Linked DNA regions of Sus scrofa: regions 1 and 2 are each linked to region 3. A link is a contact called in public HiChIP or PLAC-seq data. All regions are on one chromosome and are shown on one strand. The core of a region is the stretch at or near the end of the contact, and the rest is flanking DNA. Distances in the headings are between cores, read along the strand shown.

What was found. HiChIP or PLAC-seq counts read pairs in DNA pulled down with a chosen protein or histone mark.
Region 1: an H3K27ac HiChIP or PLAC-seq map of alveolar macrophages shows a contact between it and region 3. The contact joins two enhancer-like sites. A contact is called at or near these places in 1 of 47 Hi-C or Micro-C datasets (embryonic fibroblasts) and 1 of 2 datasets of contacts at active chromatin or transcription factors (alveolar macrophages).
Region 2: a contact with region 3 is called in an H3K27ac HiChIP or PLAC-seq map of alveolar macrophages. The contact joins two enhancer-like sites. A contact is called at or near these places in 1 of 47 Hi-C or Micro-C datasets (embryonic fibroblasts) and 1 of 2 datasets of contacts at active chromatin or transcription factors (alveolar macrophages).

What each region holds. Positions count from the first base shown.
Region 1 is chr13:126,699,214-126,702,079 of Sscrofa11.1, forward strand. All of the region lies in intron 2 of TPRG1 (tumor protein p63-regulated gene 1 protein), which reads left to right. Among named protein-coding and RNA genes, the nearest start is that of TPRG1, 170 kb to the left of the region's middle. Within about 2 kb of position 1,263, at least 16 of the 83 cell types and tissues checked have an H3K27ac peak or open chromatin away from gene starts, as enhancers often do. A contact at or near this core is called in alveolar macrophages, where this site is marked.
Region 2 is chr13:126,511,917-126,514,818 of Sscrofa11.1, forward strand. No RefSeq gene overlaps it. Among named protein-coding and RNA genes, the nearest start is that of TPRG1, 17 kb to the right of the region's middle. Within about 2 kb of position 1,350, at least 14 of the 83 cell types and tissues checked have an H3K27ac peak or open chromatin away from gene starts, as enhancers often do. A contact at or near this core is called in alveolar macrophages, where this site is marked.
Region 3 is chr13:126,239,882-126,242,907 of Sscrofa11.1, forward strand. The region is part of intron 6 of LPP (lipoma-preferred partner); the gene reads left to right. Among named protein-coding and RNA genes, the nearest start is that of MIR28, 41 kb to the right of the region's middle. Within about 2 kb of position 1,385, at least 3 of the 83 cell types and tissues checked have an H3K27ac peak or open chromatin away from gene starts, as enhancers often do. A contact at or near this core is called in alveolar macrophages, where this site is marked.

The DNA.
Region 1 (2,866 bases), core at 13-2,512, 460 kb after region 3:
GAGCTTTTGGATTCTTTAAATGTTTCTGAAGCTGTGCTGAGTGTAACACTAAGAATTACTTCTAGGGAGCCGTGTCTTCTGCAGAGTATTTCTGCTGATGCTAGCAGTGATTCTTAGCATTTATTTAGTACCCTTTGAACTGGCACCATGCTAAACTCTTTACCTGCCTTATTTAATTGGCACAACCTCCCTCTGTGACGTGTAGATATTTTCCCCATTCTATTGCTGAGGAAGCTGAGATTTGGAGAGGCTAAGAAATTCCCACAAGATCACACAATTAGAGTCAGAATTTGACCCAGAGTTAGAATCTGACCCAGGTCTGCTGACACTAGAACTTGGGTGCTAACCATCCTGGTATCATTAAATGAAGCCTGTTGCCCAGGGTGGGGCAGAGTCAGCCCAGTGAGGCCCATCTACAGGGACTTGGAAGATGGTTTTGTTAAAATAGGTTGAACTCTCCAGAATGTTATTGACTCATATCCCCTTATAACCTCTGCTCTAGCAGTGGAGGATGGAGAAATCCCTAGGAATAAGTAACGTTTAGAGAAACTAGAGCATCTAGTTTGTCAAGGCAACACAGCAGATTTCAAAGGAGCAAGAAGGGAAGTTTGTGGCTTCTTAGACTGTGGTGAGGGTAGAGATACACAGAAACAGATGGAAGTGAGAAAGTGAGGTCCTTTTTTCCCCTGAGCATTTTTAGTTGGGAGCTCCTTTGGGTATGTTTCTCCTTGTTTTTCATTTGGACTGGGAATGTCTTCCATTTGGGAACCCTTTGCTTCTGAGAAGCTCAGAGCAGAGCACAGGGTCCCCATGTAAAGAGGCGAGGGGCTCTGTGATTAGAGCACCTGCAGCTCTCCTGAGCCAACCAGCTCCGTGGTCTCAAATGGGAAAAGAAACAAGAATGCAGAGAAGATGCCATTTTCACAAGTTAGCTGGCATGTTTGGCTGACTTTTGCTTGCAGCCTGGGTCTTGCAGATGGGGGTGGGCAGGAGGTGAAGGAACCTCAACAGATGGCAGCAATCAGTGGGTGTTGGTGACCATTTTTCCTCACTGCTGAAAACATGGTCACCTTGTGCCTGTGACAATCAGACTCAACTCCAAGTTCCTCCGTCCTAGAACACAGAACAGTATAATCCTTTTTCAGCTTGCAGAAGGAATATTTTTAGAGAGAAGAGGTATCTAGGGAATACAAGGGCCACCTGAGATTCTGATTCAGCGATGTGAATTCACCTGCCCAGTTACAAGTCCTGATGTCTGAGGAGATTTGTTTGTCAGTCTCACAAGGACGGAAATGAAAAGCAATTTGCTGTAAACCCTTCCTCTCCCTTCTGATTGGTAAGGGGAAAAATGTCCACACACTGCCATCTGGTGGGAACTTCTGGTCACTGCATTTTTGAGAGTTCTTGCAAGAAACAACTGAGAAGGGGCCAGGCTTTTTCCTCCTGTTCGTTAACAAAGAGGCAATGAACAAAACATGGTCCTTGCCCTTGAAGAGCTCCCAGTCTAATGGAAGAACTTGACATGTTAGCAAGTAATTATAACTTGAAAAGTACCGTTTTAGGAATGTAAAGAGTAAGTTGTGAGGTAGTCTGGTTGGTAAGAAAGGAACATGGGAAAGCAGCTATAGGTAAAAGCTGGAAGAAGGTTGAGGCCAGACCGTGAAGGACCTTGAATGTCTGAGCAAGGCAGTGAGTCCGCTCAAGTTTAGTTAGAAGGAAAAAGATGGAGTCAGATTTTGGTGGTAAAGCAATACAGACAACAAGCGTCTGTATATATGCTTTCAAAGCATCCAGATCCTCTTGTTAGCAGAAGTCTCCTATGGAAATCCATTATGTGAACTAAGTGAAACCATGGATATTCAGACGGAAGTGGAAGAATTGTCTCCCACTCCACCTCTCCCATCCTTGGTACATATAGCTGCTTTGGGGGCAATATCTAAGGCCCAGCAGAACCTGGTTTGATACCTACTCCTGTGGAGTGTCCCTTAGCTAACATGACACACATGCTCTGGTTTTAGAGGTAACTCTATCCTGTCTCTCCTGACATAGGTCTTTATATATTAGGCTCCAGATCTTTTCCTATCTTTTAATCAAAAATTGCTATTTTTCATTTTAAAAAAATTTCTATTTTTCTTTTTTTTTTAGGGCCACACCCATGGTATATGGAGGTTCCCAGGCTAGGGGGTCTAATCAGAGCTATAGCTGACGACCTACACCACAGTCACAGCAACGCCAGATCTGAGCCATGTCTGTGACCTACACCACAGCTCACAGCAACTCTGGATCCTTAACCCACTGAGTGAGGCCAGGGGAACCTCATGGTTCCTAGTTGGATTTGTTTCTGCTGTGCCACCACGAGACCTCCAAAAAATATTCTATTTTTTTTGGAGCAGTTTCAGGTTCACAGCAAAATTAAGAGGAAGATTAGGAGAGATTTTCCATATCCTCCCTACAGCTATACATGCACACCCTCCCCCATGATCAGTGCTTCCTCACCAGAGTGGCCCTTTGTTACAACTGATGAACCTCCATTGACACATCATAATCAACCAAAGTCCATAGCTTGCATTAGAGTTGCACTGCCCTAAAAATACTCTGTGCTCTGCCTATGTATCCCTTCCCCACTCCTTGGTAACCACTGACTTTTCTACTCTCTCTAAAGTTTTGCCTTTTCCAAAATGTCATATAGTTGAAATCATATAGGATATAGCCTTTTCCAATTGACTTCTTTCCCATGCTTTTTACTAGAGCTGCTGATAGTTCTGAAGATCCCATTTATGGTAACTCCCATTTTATGAATAAATTAACTTTCTTATGCACAAAACCTATATCACCCGTTCCCTGTCCCTACTGCTTGAGGACAATA
Region 2 (2,902 bases), core at 100-2,599, 270 kb after region 3:
GCCCTTCTCACCCCCAGTTTCTTGTCCTTGGTTAATTACTTGAAATTCTCCAAACTCTCCTATTTCCGTGTTCTTCTCTCCGCATCCCGCCCACAGCTTGGTGCTCAGCCTTGAAAATTCAACGTGGCGGTCACTTCTTCTGGGACACACTGTAGGACCAGCCTCTCTGCAGCCACATCACCGCAAGGTGACTGCTACTTGACCATTGAGGTGATTATTTTTCAACATCACACTGCCTCACTACCCTGTGAACTTTCCGAGAGATGGGAACGCATCGCAGCCATTGCCTTTATGGAGGCAGAACTGCCTTTGACATCAGCGACCCTACTGACCTCTGAGTTAATTTCACCCATGTGGCCATTCCTTGGGCTGTGACCTTGGTCAAGGAGAACCACTTCACCTGAAAGCAGGTATGTGGTAAATGTGGGGTGAGTGAGTGTAAGTCCCCTATATTTCACAGAGGAGGAAACAGGCCCAGAAAAAAGAGGTGACCCACTGGAACTCTCACAGAGGGAGGGTCCAGGGACTTCTCCATTCCTGGTCCAAAGCTGATCCCACTAACCCACATGCTCAGAGAGTCCCAAGGCAACCCACCTCTTGTGGGAGAGGGCAGCAGAGGGTCCTCCCTGGGTGGTGTGTGTGCACATAAGGGAGGTCCCCAACTTCAGCTGGGCTTGCCACATCTCCAGGCAATCATGGAATTCCTGGATGTGAGGGCTGGGTATTGAGCGATGAGCAACCGTGCAGTCAGGCTGGCACATGGGAGAGCAAAATCATCTAAAAGAGGAAGCCTGGAGACTTGGCAGCAGTGGGAGGTGTTTAGAGTAAAAAGAAGTGGCCCTTAGCCGCCATCCATACTGACTCAGGTGTGCCTGTTACCTGTGGGTCTTACTGGCCAGGCCGGCGCATAGGGCCACCCAGAGCCTTCGTCCCCCGAGCACATTGAAAATCCCTGTCTGTGTTGTTCTTGGGAGGGAAGGTTTGGCTTGGAGTAGTTTTTCCTGAAAAATCAAAACAACTCCTCAGAGTGGGCCCAGCTTCCAGGGGCCGCCTGAGAGCCGGGCACACTTCCCTTGGCTGGGGTGTGAGTGTACCGGTTTCTGGAGTGGAGGGGGCATCTGAGGGTCACGCAGCGGGGAATCCAAACCTCTGAGCCTGATTTACAGCTCAGGGCCTCCACTCTCCTCCCCACCAGCCCACATAAACCCCCCCAATTTCCTCCTCTGCGCGCCAGCACGCCTCAGAGCTGGGAAATGGGATCTCACCAGTGGCTTTTTCTGGGCTTATGTATGGATTCTTTCCTGAGAGGATGGCAGAGGGGAGCAGAAGTGGTTCTTCAAAATGTGAGCAGGAGAGCGTCATGGTGAGTCAGAGAAGGACAAGCCTGAGACAGCTTGGAGATCAGCCAGCTCAGAGCTCCTATTTGCCTTCTTTCTTTCCTTTTCTACTCTTTATTTCCCCCTTTCCTTTTCCTTTTTTTTTTTTTTTTTCTTGTGGCTTCCACACAAAATCTTATATGGATTGCCAATGGATTAAACTTCAAAATGGAAGTGCTCCAGGCATTCCCTGGCGGGGCAGTGGGTTACAGATCTGGCATTGTCACGGCTGTGGTGAGGGCTGCAGCTGTGGTGCAGGTTCGATCCCTGGCCGGGGAAATTCTGCATACTGTGGGTATGACCAAAAAAAAAAAAAAAAAAGGCAGCATTCCAGGCAATTGTGTGTTAGGAGCTTCTGGCCTCCCCTTCTGAGCTTCCCTCTTCTCTGACCCTTATAGAGACTCATGAGGCCCCTCCTCAGATCACTGGACTTCACAGACAGCAGCTTGGAAACCTCTGCTGTGATCCAACTCCCTTATTTCACACAGGAGGTTACGAAGGCCCAAGGAGGCTATGGAGCTATTAAAGGCCAAACAGGGATTTAGTGATGGAGTTGGGCTCTCCCAGGCCCCCTCCTGGCTTTCCAGCCTCTTTCCAGTAACTTGTACAAGATTCCATGGAGACCTTGTAAAGGCTTAGCCTGGCCCTGGTTTCTGTGGTGCATAAATCTTATTTTCATTAAGGAAAAAAACCAATTAGAACTGAAGAAGCCCTGGGTCAGTAACTCTGGGAAATAAGCACCAAGTCAGCATGGCTTCTTGACCCCTTTGGCTCTGGTACTGGGATTCCTCTGCCTTTATTTAGAACCTGGGTTCAATCTGGCCTTCCTTGGCCTGAGGCCCTTGACACCTCAAGCTCTGGGGCCTGAAATTCTGTGACTATCCCTATCTCTGCCCCAAGCTTGTGTCTTTTCCCCTGCCAAGGGGTTAGGTCCTGCCCATTTCTAGCCCCAGAGATCCCTTTTATGGCCCCACTTATGGAGGCCAAGCCAGGACCCCGGCCTGCCCTGGCTGTGTCCAGCTGCCCTTTCAGAAGGCCAGCATCAGAATAAGATCCCTGACAGCCTGCTGTTCCGGGGCAGGGAAACCAAGCCGCTTCCTTCCTGAAGGCCTGGAGTCTGAAGGCACAAGAAGCTGAAGCATTAGCATTTTGCCTGTTCTCTTCCACACCCTTCCTCCTCCACAGCAACCCTAAACTGGCCCTTCATATCCTCAGCCTCCTGGACCCCTCCCAGTAGTGCCTAGGCCCAGGCCTGAGGGCTTTTCTGCAGCCCAGGAACAGAGTCAGGCTGGCCTCTAGGCCTAAGGCTTCTACAGCCACAGACCAACTCCACCAAACCCTGACCGGGAAGCCCCAGGCCATGGTTGAGGGGTTGTGAGCTGTAAGACTTCCGGAGGCCCACGTGAGAGCTGGAGAGCTCAGGGGCTGCCCTGAAGCTTAGCTGTAAAAGGTGGAGCTACCAGGAGGGGCAGGGGCAGAACTGTGGGTTAGGCCTGTGGGAGCACCACACCCACTACCAGCAGAGG
Region 3 (3,026 bases), core at 135-2,634:
GCTTAATAGCATGAATGTTCTATTTCTATCAAGGATATTCCATATTTTAAGTAAATTCAACAAAGGAAATTTCAAAAGCAAAAAAAATTTGATAGAGCTAATTAGTTTTACAGTTTCAAAACCCTACAGTTAAAATAGCTTTAAGCTTCTAGTGCATCATGCTCTGACAGTATCATTTATAGGTAAAAGATGATGCTTAATCCAGACTATTGTTATATTGTAATTACTCAAGAAAAAAATTATCCTTGGAGGAAGGTAGGGGAATTGGGGGAGGGATGGGGCTATTTGCCAGAGGGCTTCCTGTTTTGGGTGACAGTTAAGGCACTTTATTCCAATGATTCTCTAGTTTTAACAATTGTAAGCCAGCCCTCATTTCAGCCAGACCAAAGAAACTGGCCTTGGCTGTAAGAAAACTCAGAGCTCCTGCAGTGAAGCCCTGTCCCCTGTGGGAAATGATAACCACATAGGAAATCGTGAACTAAAGACCATCTTTCTAGTCATGAGGTGATAGCAAAATCCCTATATTCCTCTCTTGGGTGTCCAAAAGATTTCAGTCTTCAAAAAACTATGGAGATTTTTACTATATCAGACCTTGCAAGGAGCCACAAAAGAAATGAAGCACTGGCCATAATGGAAAAAAATAAAAATCATTAAGTTAAAAAAAAAAAAAAAAGAGAAATGAAACAGCATCTGAGACAGAGATAGAAAGTGAATCAATTATGACGCCTGAGTCAACTATGATTCCTGTCCATGGAGAGCTCATCATTGAGGACTGGAGACAGATGTGTAAATTGCTATTTCCAATTTCGTAAACTGAGTATAATGAACAGAATACCAAGGAAGCACATAAGAGAATTTGATGAATTCTTCCTGAAGGAATTTGCCTCAGCCATAATTAATAATTATTAATTTGGCTTCTACTTTATCCTTTTTCTATATCTCTATGGCCATTTACTATATATAGCCTATCTATCTATCTGTCTATCTATCTATCTATCTATCTATCTATCTATCTATCCATCTATTTATCTATCTACCTACCTATCTACCTACCTACCTACCTACCTACCTATCTGAGTCAACAACTAATGATATGTTTCATATTGGGAAAGATTCCTCATTTAATATCACAGTCTCTCTGGTACTTTGTATCCATCCACCCCTTCATTCTACAAAAGTTCATGCCCTCAATATGACAGATATTTTGCTGTATCCTAAAGAAGATACAGAATTTGGTTAGGCAGTAACTTGTAATTTAGCAATGCAGATAAAAACAACAGCAAATGTTTTATGGATCCATAAAAGAGTTAAACTACATGTAGTACTTCTTCAAGGTGATGTCATTATAATTCTAAACTCAAGCAGTTCCTACTAAGAATGATGCCTGTGAGTCAGAATCACATGGCTTCATCATTTATTTCATCATCTATTCCTTGAGTGTTTACTGTGTGCATTCATTCCATGTCAGATACTATACTAGCATAAAGTAGGGATATGCAGTCTTCTGCTATCACAAGACATTGTTTCTAACCCTGAATGCTTCCCATTGTGATTGCATCTTTTCTTCTGTTCATCTTAGCCAAGAGATTTACACATTGGCTACACAGTTTGGCTTTCTTATTATCTTCTGTCCTTGTGGTTGGATTTCAACGGACATATACCAGGTGATGTCAGAAAATAAGAGACTAGGAGTTGCCGTTGTGGCTCAGTGGTAACAACCCCGGCTAGTATCCATGAGGATGTGGGTTGGATCCTTGGCCTTGCTCAGTGGGTTAAGGATCTGGGGTTGCCATGAACTGTGGTATAGGTTGCAGGTGCGGCTTGGATCCCACATTGCTGTGGCTGTCACATAGGCCAGAAGCTATAACTCTGATTCCACCCATAGCCTGGGAACTTACAGAGGCTGTGGGTGCTGCCCTAAAAAGATGAAAGAAAAGAAAGAAAGAAGGAAGGAAGGAAGAAAGAGAAAAAATAATAAAGTCTAAAAATCAAGTTACACAGGTGTTTTCACAAGTGTTAAGCACTTGTTGCAATAGGACATTTGATACATAAAGTTTCACATTATCTAAGTGACTTGGAACTGTTGGAAATGGCAGGGAAAAAAAGAGATTTGAGTTCTATATCTAGGACAATCGTCAGCGAACTTTGGCCTGCGGGCCAAATCCAGTCCACTACTTGTGTCTGTAAATGTTTATCAGAACTCAGTAATACCCGTTTGTTTATGTGTTGTCTGTAGCTGATTTCTGTCCATACAGAAGAGTTGGGTAGTTGCAACAGAAAACCAAATGCCCCGCAAACCCACAACATTTACTATCTGGCTTTTTACAGCAGAACTTTGACAAGCTAGGAAGACTTATGAATCTCTGAAGGAAAGCAGAAAGATAAAACAAATTCTAATATCCCAAATCATACTCTTCAATTTATGCAACGTGTGTTTTTGAAACCATGAATAAAACTCAGAACAATTAAGAAGAGAAAAAAAAAATTTAAAGCTTAAGCTAAGAGGTGCTGGACAAGAAATCCATAGAATATAATTCCTCATCTCCTTCAACCATCTTGTTCTGAGGATATTGTCTGTTTCAGGAATTTCTGCCAGATGCTGGATATTCTGGCAAATACATCATGATCTGAGCTGCCAGTCTGTTAGCAGAGATGGACATGCAAATAAGCAAATGCTTCTCCCAGTGATAGATGCTATAGGGGAAATGGAATAAAGAGGCAGAGAGAAGGCATAGACTGGAGGTGGCCTGCCTTCTAGCGAATCTAGGAAAGATATCACAGGGTTTTTGAATTTCACTTGTGTCTGAAAGGATGAGCCTTGATAGATGATCAAGGATGAAAACAAATATTTTATTTCTGTTAGCTTCAACTCTACTTTGAATGATTTGGTATGCTAATAACTGCATCACAGTTTATGAAATACAATTCATTCATAATCTGTCTTTATAACAGAGGTTATCTATAATAATTTTCTACATTTTATTAGATCAGTACAGATATGTCACTGGCTCAAAATTCCATTGTTT